2 separate regions of the Macaca mulatta genome follow, and region 2 is linked to region 1. The links are chromatin contacts, called in public Hi-C maps. All regions are on one chromosome and are shown on one strand. Each heading gives the region's core, a stretch centred on a gene start, on an enhancer-like site or on the middle of the called end of the contact. The rest is flanking DNA. Distances are from core to core; before and after follow the strand shown. Region 1 holds the start of GBF1 (golgi brefeldin A resistant guanine nucleotide exchange factor 1). Region 2 holds the start of NFKB2 (nuclear factor kappa B subunit 2).

Evidence for each region. Hi-C and Micro-C count contacts between places; a contact is called where the count stands out from the background.
Region 2: a contact with region 1 is called in a Hi-C map of fetal cortex germinal zone, with 3 times the contacts expected there. The contact joins the promoter of NFKB2 here to the promoter of GBF1 in region 1. A contact is called at or near these places in 2 of 14 Hi-C or Micro-C datasets (fetal cortex germinal zone and liver).

Annotation. Positions count from the first base shown.
Region 1 is chr9:114,339,918-114,343,354 of T2T-MMU8v2.0, forward strand. It overlaps GBF1 (golgi brefeldin A resistant guanine nucleotide exchange factor 1), which reads left to right and starts at 1,933. Exons shown (of 41, transcript XM_077947385.1): 1 at 1,933-2,206. ELOVL3 (ELOVL fatty acid elongase 3) reads left to right here. Exons shown (of 4, transcript NM_001194552.2): 4 at 138-902. The coding sequence ends at 565. It overlaps PITX3 (paired like homeodomain 3), which reads right to left. Exons shown (of 4, transcript XM_077947410.1): 2 at 3,246-3,375; 3 at 2,870-3,072; 4 at 1,462-2,391. The coding sequence starts at 3,363. The coding sequence ends at 1,804.
Region 2 is chr9:114,505,355-114,508,791 of T2T-MMU8v2.0, forward strand. NFKB2 (nuclear factor kappa B subunit 2) reads left to right here and starts at 1,749. Exons shown (of 23, transcript XM_077947422.1): 1 at 1,749-2,257.

The DNA.
Region 1 (3,437 bases), core at 683-3,182:
ACCCAAGCTCCTCTATAGATTCTCTGCCACAAAGACCCCCTTCCCTCCCCTGAGAATTTCTCCTGTGTCCCTACACCCAGCGCAGAGGGTGGTCCCAGCACTGGGTGGTGTGCCAACTATGATTCTCCATCTCCCAGGAGACACAGCCTTCATCATCCTGCGTAAGCGGCCACTCATCTTTATTCACTGGTACCACCACAGCACAGTGCTGGTGTACACAAGCTTTGGATACAAGAACCAAGTGCCTGCAGGAGGCTGGTTCGTCACCATGAACTTCAGTGTGCATGCCTTCATGTACACCTACTACACTCTGAAGGCTGCCAACGTGAAGCCCCCCAAGATGCTGCCCATGCTCATCACCAGCCTGCAGATCCTGCAGATGTTTGTAGGAGCCATCGTCAGCATCCTTGCGTACATCTGGAGGCAGGAACAGGGATGCCACACCACGATGGAACACTTATTCTGGTCCTTCATCTTGTATATGACCTATTTCATCCTCTTTGCCCACTTCTTCCGCCAGACCTACATCAAGCCCAAGGTCAAAGCCAAGACCAAGAGCCAGTGAAGGGTTGGAGAGAACAGTGAAGCTCCAGTCTCTCTCTTCTTCAGGGCACCAAGAGGCTGGGCTTAGTTTTGGGAGAATGATTAGGTTGCCTTACCTGCATGGTTTCCCCAGAGGACGCGTGCCCCACGGTGGCTGGAATTTTTGAGACAAGAAGGGTGACCCTGGGATGGGGGTGTGGTCTGTTACTTTGATGTTTCTGTTTTTAATGTGAAGGCCAAGAAGGCCCTGGGATGGGGGGTGGGACGGAGGAGGGTCCCAAGAGCTGAGTTGTTTAATTTCTATCCAGAAATCTTTCTTCTTCTTGCTCTATTTTTTTAAATTAAATATTTCAACAAAATTTTGAGAGTTTGGGGATTTGGGGGGAAAGAGCGCTGCTACCAAGGGGATGATCGGCAGGTGGGACGCCTGAGGGTGTGTGGAAGGGTGAGAGGCACACACACAGACACTGAAAGAATCCTAGGCCTGGTAGGCACTTAATAAATGTTGTTACAGACCAGAATTTTATTGCTGTTAGAGGACCAAGCCCCTCATAGGAACAGTGAGAAACAGGCTCAGAAAGGCGGAGTAACTTTATCTAAAGTCATAGGCTCCCTGAATAGCAGAGCTGACACCTACAAGCATTGGAGACCAGATCTACCAGCTAGCCTCCCTGAGACCACGAGGTGGCGCCGCAGCACCGGCTGTGGCCGATGCCAGCCCGGTAGCTGGTTTCCCACGTCCCCCGCACTCACGCACCTCTTTGCTTCAAGAATCCCGGGCTGCCCCGACCTGGAGTGGGGGCAGGTGGTGAGTGGGACTGAATCCCTGGAAGCCTGGACCCTCACTTCGTTCCTGTACCTCCAGCTCGCCTGTAGACAGTGGGGGAGGATGAAGGGAAGAAGACTCAACCGCAACTCTGAATCATCACGCCTTCGACAGTCCGCGCACGTTTATTTCATTTATCTTTGAAAACGAGGGAGGGGAAGCCTGGAGAAGGCGGGATGGGCCAAGGGTGAGTTGGCCCCCGGGAAGCTGGTCCCTGTTCCTGGCTTTAGTCCCAGGGGCGCGGTCTGTGTATAGGGCCCAGTCCACCCCTCAGGGCTGGGAGGGGAAGGCCCTCTCCTAAGCCGGCGCCCCCCAGCTGACCAAACACCCCTTTTAGACCCTGGGGCGGGAGCAAGCCAGTCAAAACGACCCCAGTCCGAGGAGGCTGTGAATCGTCGCCCCCGCCCTCGGGGATGATCTACAGGCGGGGCCGCTCATACGGGCCTTTCCACGGCGTACTGGCAAGGACTGAGGTTGGCTGCCGGGGGCGGCCCGTGCACGGCGGGGTAGCTGAAGGAAGCGTGCTGTTTGGCTTTGAGCCGCAGGCTAGCCAGGCTCGAGTTACACGGGTCCCGATAGACGTAGGGGGAGGAGGCGGCAGCCGCGGCGGCGGCGGCGGCCGAGGCGTAAGGGCAGGACACGGCCCCGGAGGACACGGCGGCCGGAGCCAGCCCGGGGGGGCCCCCGCCCAGGCCCTGCAGGGCCCCAGGCCCTGGCACGGTGCCAGGGGCAGCCGCGGCGGAGGGCACCATGGAGGCGGCGATGGAGCTGGGTGGCGAGAAGACGGGCTGCGAAGCCAGAGGCCCCACGTTGACCGAGTTGAAGGCGAATGGGAAGGTCTTGGCGGCGAGCGGCGGGGCAAGCGCCTTGGGCGGCCAGTTGCCGTACGAGTAGCCGGGGTACACCTCCTCGTAGGGCGGCACAAGCCCCCCGAGCGGCGCCGCGAAGCTGCCCTTGCACAGCTCGGCCTGCTGGCTGCGCTCGCGCTTCCGCCATTTGGCGCGCCGGTTCTTGAACCACACCTGCGGGCACGGGAGAAAGGCGGTCAGGGCTCGGGGCCAAGTCCCAGCGGCTGGAGGGCGGGCCACCCCGACGAGGCTACCATCCGGGGCCCTGCGGTCAATAAACGAGATGAGGTGGCTGGAGACGGGGTAGGAGGGAAGGAGTGCACGGAGTCCGGGGTCGGAGAACAGAAGGCGCGGGCGGCAGGACCGAGTCATTGGCGCCAGAGTCTGGGGGGACAGTAGGATGAGGTCGAGTAGGGGTGGATAGGGGAAAGAGAGACGGTGTCAGGGCCGAAGAAGCGCGCGGTCCGGGTACTAGGGAGCAGTGGGAGCAAAGGCTGGAGGTTGGCGGGCAAGAGGCCGCATGGGGCTGCAGCCCGGAGCCAGGGTCCGGGGTCCGGGGGAGGGGAAGGTGGGGTGGAACCGCTGGCCGCCGGGTCGCAGGCTGAGTGCGGAGGGCCCGCGCGGGTGCGAGTCGCGGGTCTGGAGAGCATACCCGCACGCGGGCCTCGGTGAGGTTGGTCCACACGGCGATCTCCTCGCGCGTGCTCATGTCGGGGTAGCGGTTCCTCTGGAAGGTCGCCTCCAGCTCCTGCAGCTGCTGGCTGGTGAAATGCGTGCGCTGCCGCCGCTGCTTCTTCTTCAGCGAGCCGTCCTCGGGGGAGCCGCCGGGCAGCGAAGCCGAGGCCTTCTCTGAGTCTGGGGGGCCAGGGTGGGGGCAGGTCACAGGGCGCCCAAGCCTGCACGGATTCTCGGGCTCCGGGACCTCCTAAGCCACCCGCTGGCTCCCACCTGAGCTGCGCAGCCGGGGTCCCACCCGCACTGGGGATGAAGCTGTTATCTCCTGCACTCCCGGAAGGGGGCGCGCTTACCGCTGTGCTCCTGGCCCTTGCAGCCGTGCTCTGGGAGCTGGGGGTGCGGAGTGCCCGCGTCTGACAGCGACAGGGCAGGGCTCCGGGCCTCTGCCTCGCTGAGCAGGCCGAACTCCATGGAGGGAGGTCTCTGGAGGCGAGAGAAGACAGAGACCAGGGTAACGGGGGTAAAATCTCCGGCTTAGCTGGGTC
Region 2 (3,437 bases), core at 499-2,998, 170 kb after region 1:
TTATTTATTTATTTAGAGACCTAGTTATGAGACTGGCCAAGTTTTATATTTTTTGAGACGGGGTTTCACCATGTTGCCAAGGCTGGTCTCGAACTCCTGGGCTCAAATGATCCACAAGCCTTGGCTTCCCAAAGTGCTGAGATTACAGGTGTGGGCCACCATGTCTGGCCTTAGTCCATTTTAAATAGGGTTAGGAATCTGACTTACCGGAGAAATGTAGTAGACAACATATCTGGATTTCAGCAAATTGTTTGGCAGAATCTTACGATATTTGTTTGAGAGGCCCACAGTAAGGTGGAAAGGGCTGCTTTGTTTTATATAAATTTAGGGGAAAGAGCTTCATCCTGGAGTCAACAGATTGGGTTTGAATCCTGGCTCTGCCCCTTCCTAGCTGTGTGTTTGGTTACTCCACCTCTCTGAGCCTTGATTTCTTCATCAGTAAAGGTAATATTCACCTCCTAGGGTTGTTGGGAGGGAGAATGAGAACTTCTAAAGTACTCGAACCTAGTGCCTGGGACACTATATTTGCAGGCAAGATGAAGGGGGGTGGGGAAGTAATAGGAAACAGACAGCCCAAATCGAGAGCCATAATAGTCTCTCTTAGTGCCAGTGCAGGCCTGTGATTCTGTTCTTAAAAACGTCTGGGGCAAGCTGCAGGAAAGATCCCAGATAGCCTATGTTCTACCATAAGCCTAAGGGAGGAGGACTCCAGGCATGGAGATTACTCATGGCACCTGCTAAGGAGAAACGCTACTGACCAGAGAGAGGTCCACTCATGTACTCGATACTTGGTGAATTCCTGTCCTGACCTCACTGCCTCTAGAAGTGTTCAGATGGAAACTGGAAGGTCTATAAGAGGCAATTTGGCAGGACACAGTGGCTCACGTCTGTAATCCAAGCATTTTGGAAGGCCAAAGTAGGAGGACCACTTAAGCCCAGGAGTTTAAGACCAGCCTAGGCAACGTAGTGAGATCCATCTCCACTAAAAATTTAAAAATTTGCCAGGTGTGGTGGTGTGCACCTGTAGTCCCAGCTACTCAGGAGAGTGAGAGAATCAGTGCACCCCGGAGTTCGAGGTTGCAGTGAGCCATGATCGCGCCACTGTACTCCAGGCCTGGGTGACAGAGCGAGACACTGTCTCAAAAACATAAATAAATGAAATAGGCCGTGTGCGGTGGCTCACGACTGTAATCCCAACGTTTCGGAAGGCGGAGGCCAGCGGATCACCTGAGGACATGAGTTCGAGACTAGCCTGACCAACATGGTGAAATCCCAACTCTACTAAAAATACATAAATTAGCCGGGCTTGGTGGTGGGCACTGTAATCCCAGATACTCGGGAGGCTGCGGCAGGAGAATGGTTTGAATCCAAGAGGCGGAGGTTGCAGTGAGCCAAAAGCGCCTCACTGCATTCCAGTCTGAGACTAAAAAAAAAGAGGCGATTTCCCACATCGGTGGAAATTTGAGCTGTTTAAACTCTGGATGCCTTTTTCAGTTCTAATATTCCAGATCTCCGTGGTGGATAAACACTTAATTTCCCTTCTCCTGCGCAGAGCTCCTGAGTCCTGGCCCGCTGGGAACCTATCACTTCTATAAAAGTCCGAGGTCCGGACTGTCTCTCCCGGAACCCTGAGGCTGATGAGACAAAGCGAGACAGGGGCCTGGGCCAAATGGAGTCTCCTTGCGGCCTCATGAAGGCCGCCAGAGGGCGCCCGGGACCGACCGCAAAAGCAACTTCCTTCCTCTTCCGCTAACTTCCCGGCAGCCCGCCGCTCAGGGTGGGGGCCCCGAGGGCTGGGGCCGTCGGCTTCCCCCTGGGGTTCCCCCGCTTCGGAGAAAGTCAAGCATTAGGCGCAGCCAAAGCCGAGCTGCAGCGGAAGCTCCCGGCCCAAGGTGGCGCTGGGTCAGCGGGTACCTTCTCGGCGGTCCCCTAGCCGGCCGAACTAGTGGCCTGTCGCCCCGCTGGTGGCCTGTCGCGCCTGGTGGCCTGTCGCCCCGCTCCCTACCCTGAGTGAGCCTGTCCCCTCTCAGGGGCGCGCCCGAGTCGCTCCGGGTTGGCTGCGCCAGTCCAGAGTTAAACTTTCAGCCAATGAAAAAGGGCGCGAGGCGTGACGCACGGAAACGTCATGGGAATTCCCCCCTCCGGGGGGCCGAGAAGGGGCTTTCCCGGCCCCAAGCCCTGCTGGCCGGCGAGGTGTCGCGACCGGTCCCAGGTGGGTCGGGCGCGGAGAGAAGCCGCAACCAGAGCCGCCGCCACGGTGAGTGGCTGGATTCAGACCCCTGGGTGGCCGGGACAAGAGAAGAGCGGGAGGAGGGCCTTTAGCGGACAGCGCCGGGGGCTGGAGAGCAGCAGCGGCGCGCAGGCAACGACACTCAGATCCACGTCGACATCCTTGTACAAAGACACACGGACCCGTACGTACACCTGTACCTGTGCTGGCGCACACACGGCAGCGTCCGTGCAGTCGCACTCGCACACACATGCACACGGAGACGTGCCCACCGGTGCACTGGTGCCTGCACCCACACCCTTCACGCACAAACTCAAGATACGCTCACCCGTGTCTGTACATCAAGACAGGCGCTGACACACACCCACACTGAGAAGCTCAGGACTCACCTGTCTACACACATGCTCGCTTGCACACTCATGTTGACGCCATGGACACACAACATGCACCCAAGCACTAGAGCCGAAACACACTTGTGGAGCTGTGATGGAGACACACGCTTGTATTGGGTGGGGAGCGTGCAGAGGTCTCCCTGTCGCCTGCGTGCCCAGAGCCGGTGCGGTGTGGAACCAGCTGCTGTTGCGAGGTTTGGGAAAAAGAGGAGCCGGAGGAGAAGACACTTTTCCCGCGGCCCCAGAATCGTGTTCTCGGGGCAGAACCCCGGGGCCTCCCACAGGAAAGAGCCCCCGCCTACAGGCTGTTCGAAGGGGAGGCCATCAGACAGCAGGAACGTCCCCCCAAAAGCCCCCGGGTTTATCAGCCGTGGCCTCCCTCCTGGCAGAAATTCCCAAGGTTGCTCCAGACCGGGGGAGGGGAGCGGGAGGCGGACTTGGCTCCAGACTGCCAACCTCCCCACGGCCGTGAGGGACCCTCCTGTTCCCTGCCCTGGAGGGAGGAGGGGGCTTAACCCCCACCGCGGCTCCCCTGACTCTCCTCTCCCTCTACCCGCTGAAAAGCAGCGGGAACCCGTAGACTGGCGAGGGCCTCCCGCCCCTCCCGTCGTGAGGGCGGTGCCACTGGCGTCATTTCCAGGCCCGCCCCCTCCGGCCCCGCCTCCCCTTGGTATTTTCGGGACTTTCCTAAGCTGCTCTAACTTTCCTGCCCCTTCCCCGGCCAAGCCCAACTCCGGATCTCGCTCTCCACCGGATCTCACCCGCCACACCCGGACGGGCGGCTGGAGGAGGTCGGACCGTCCCCCAAATCTGGG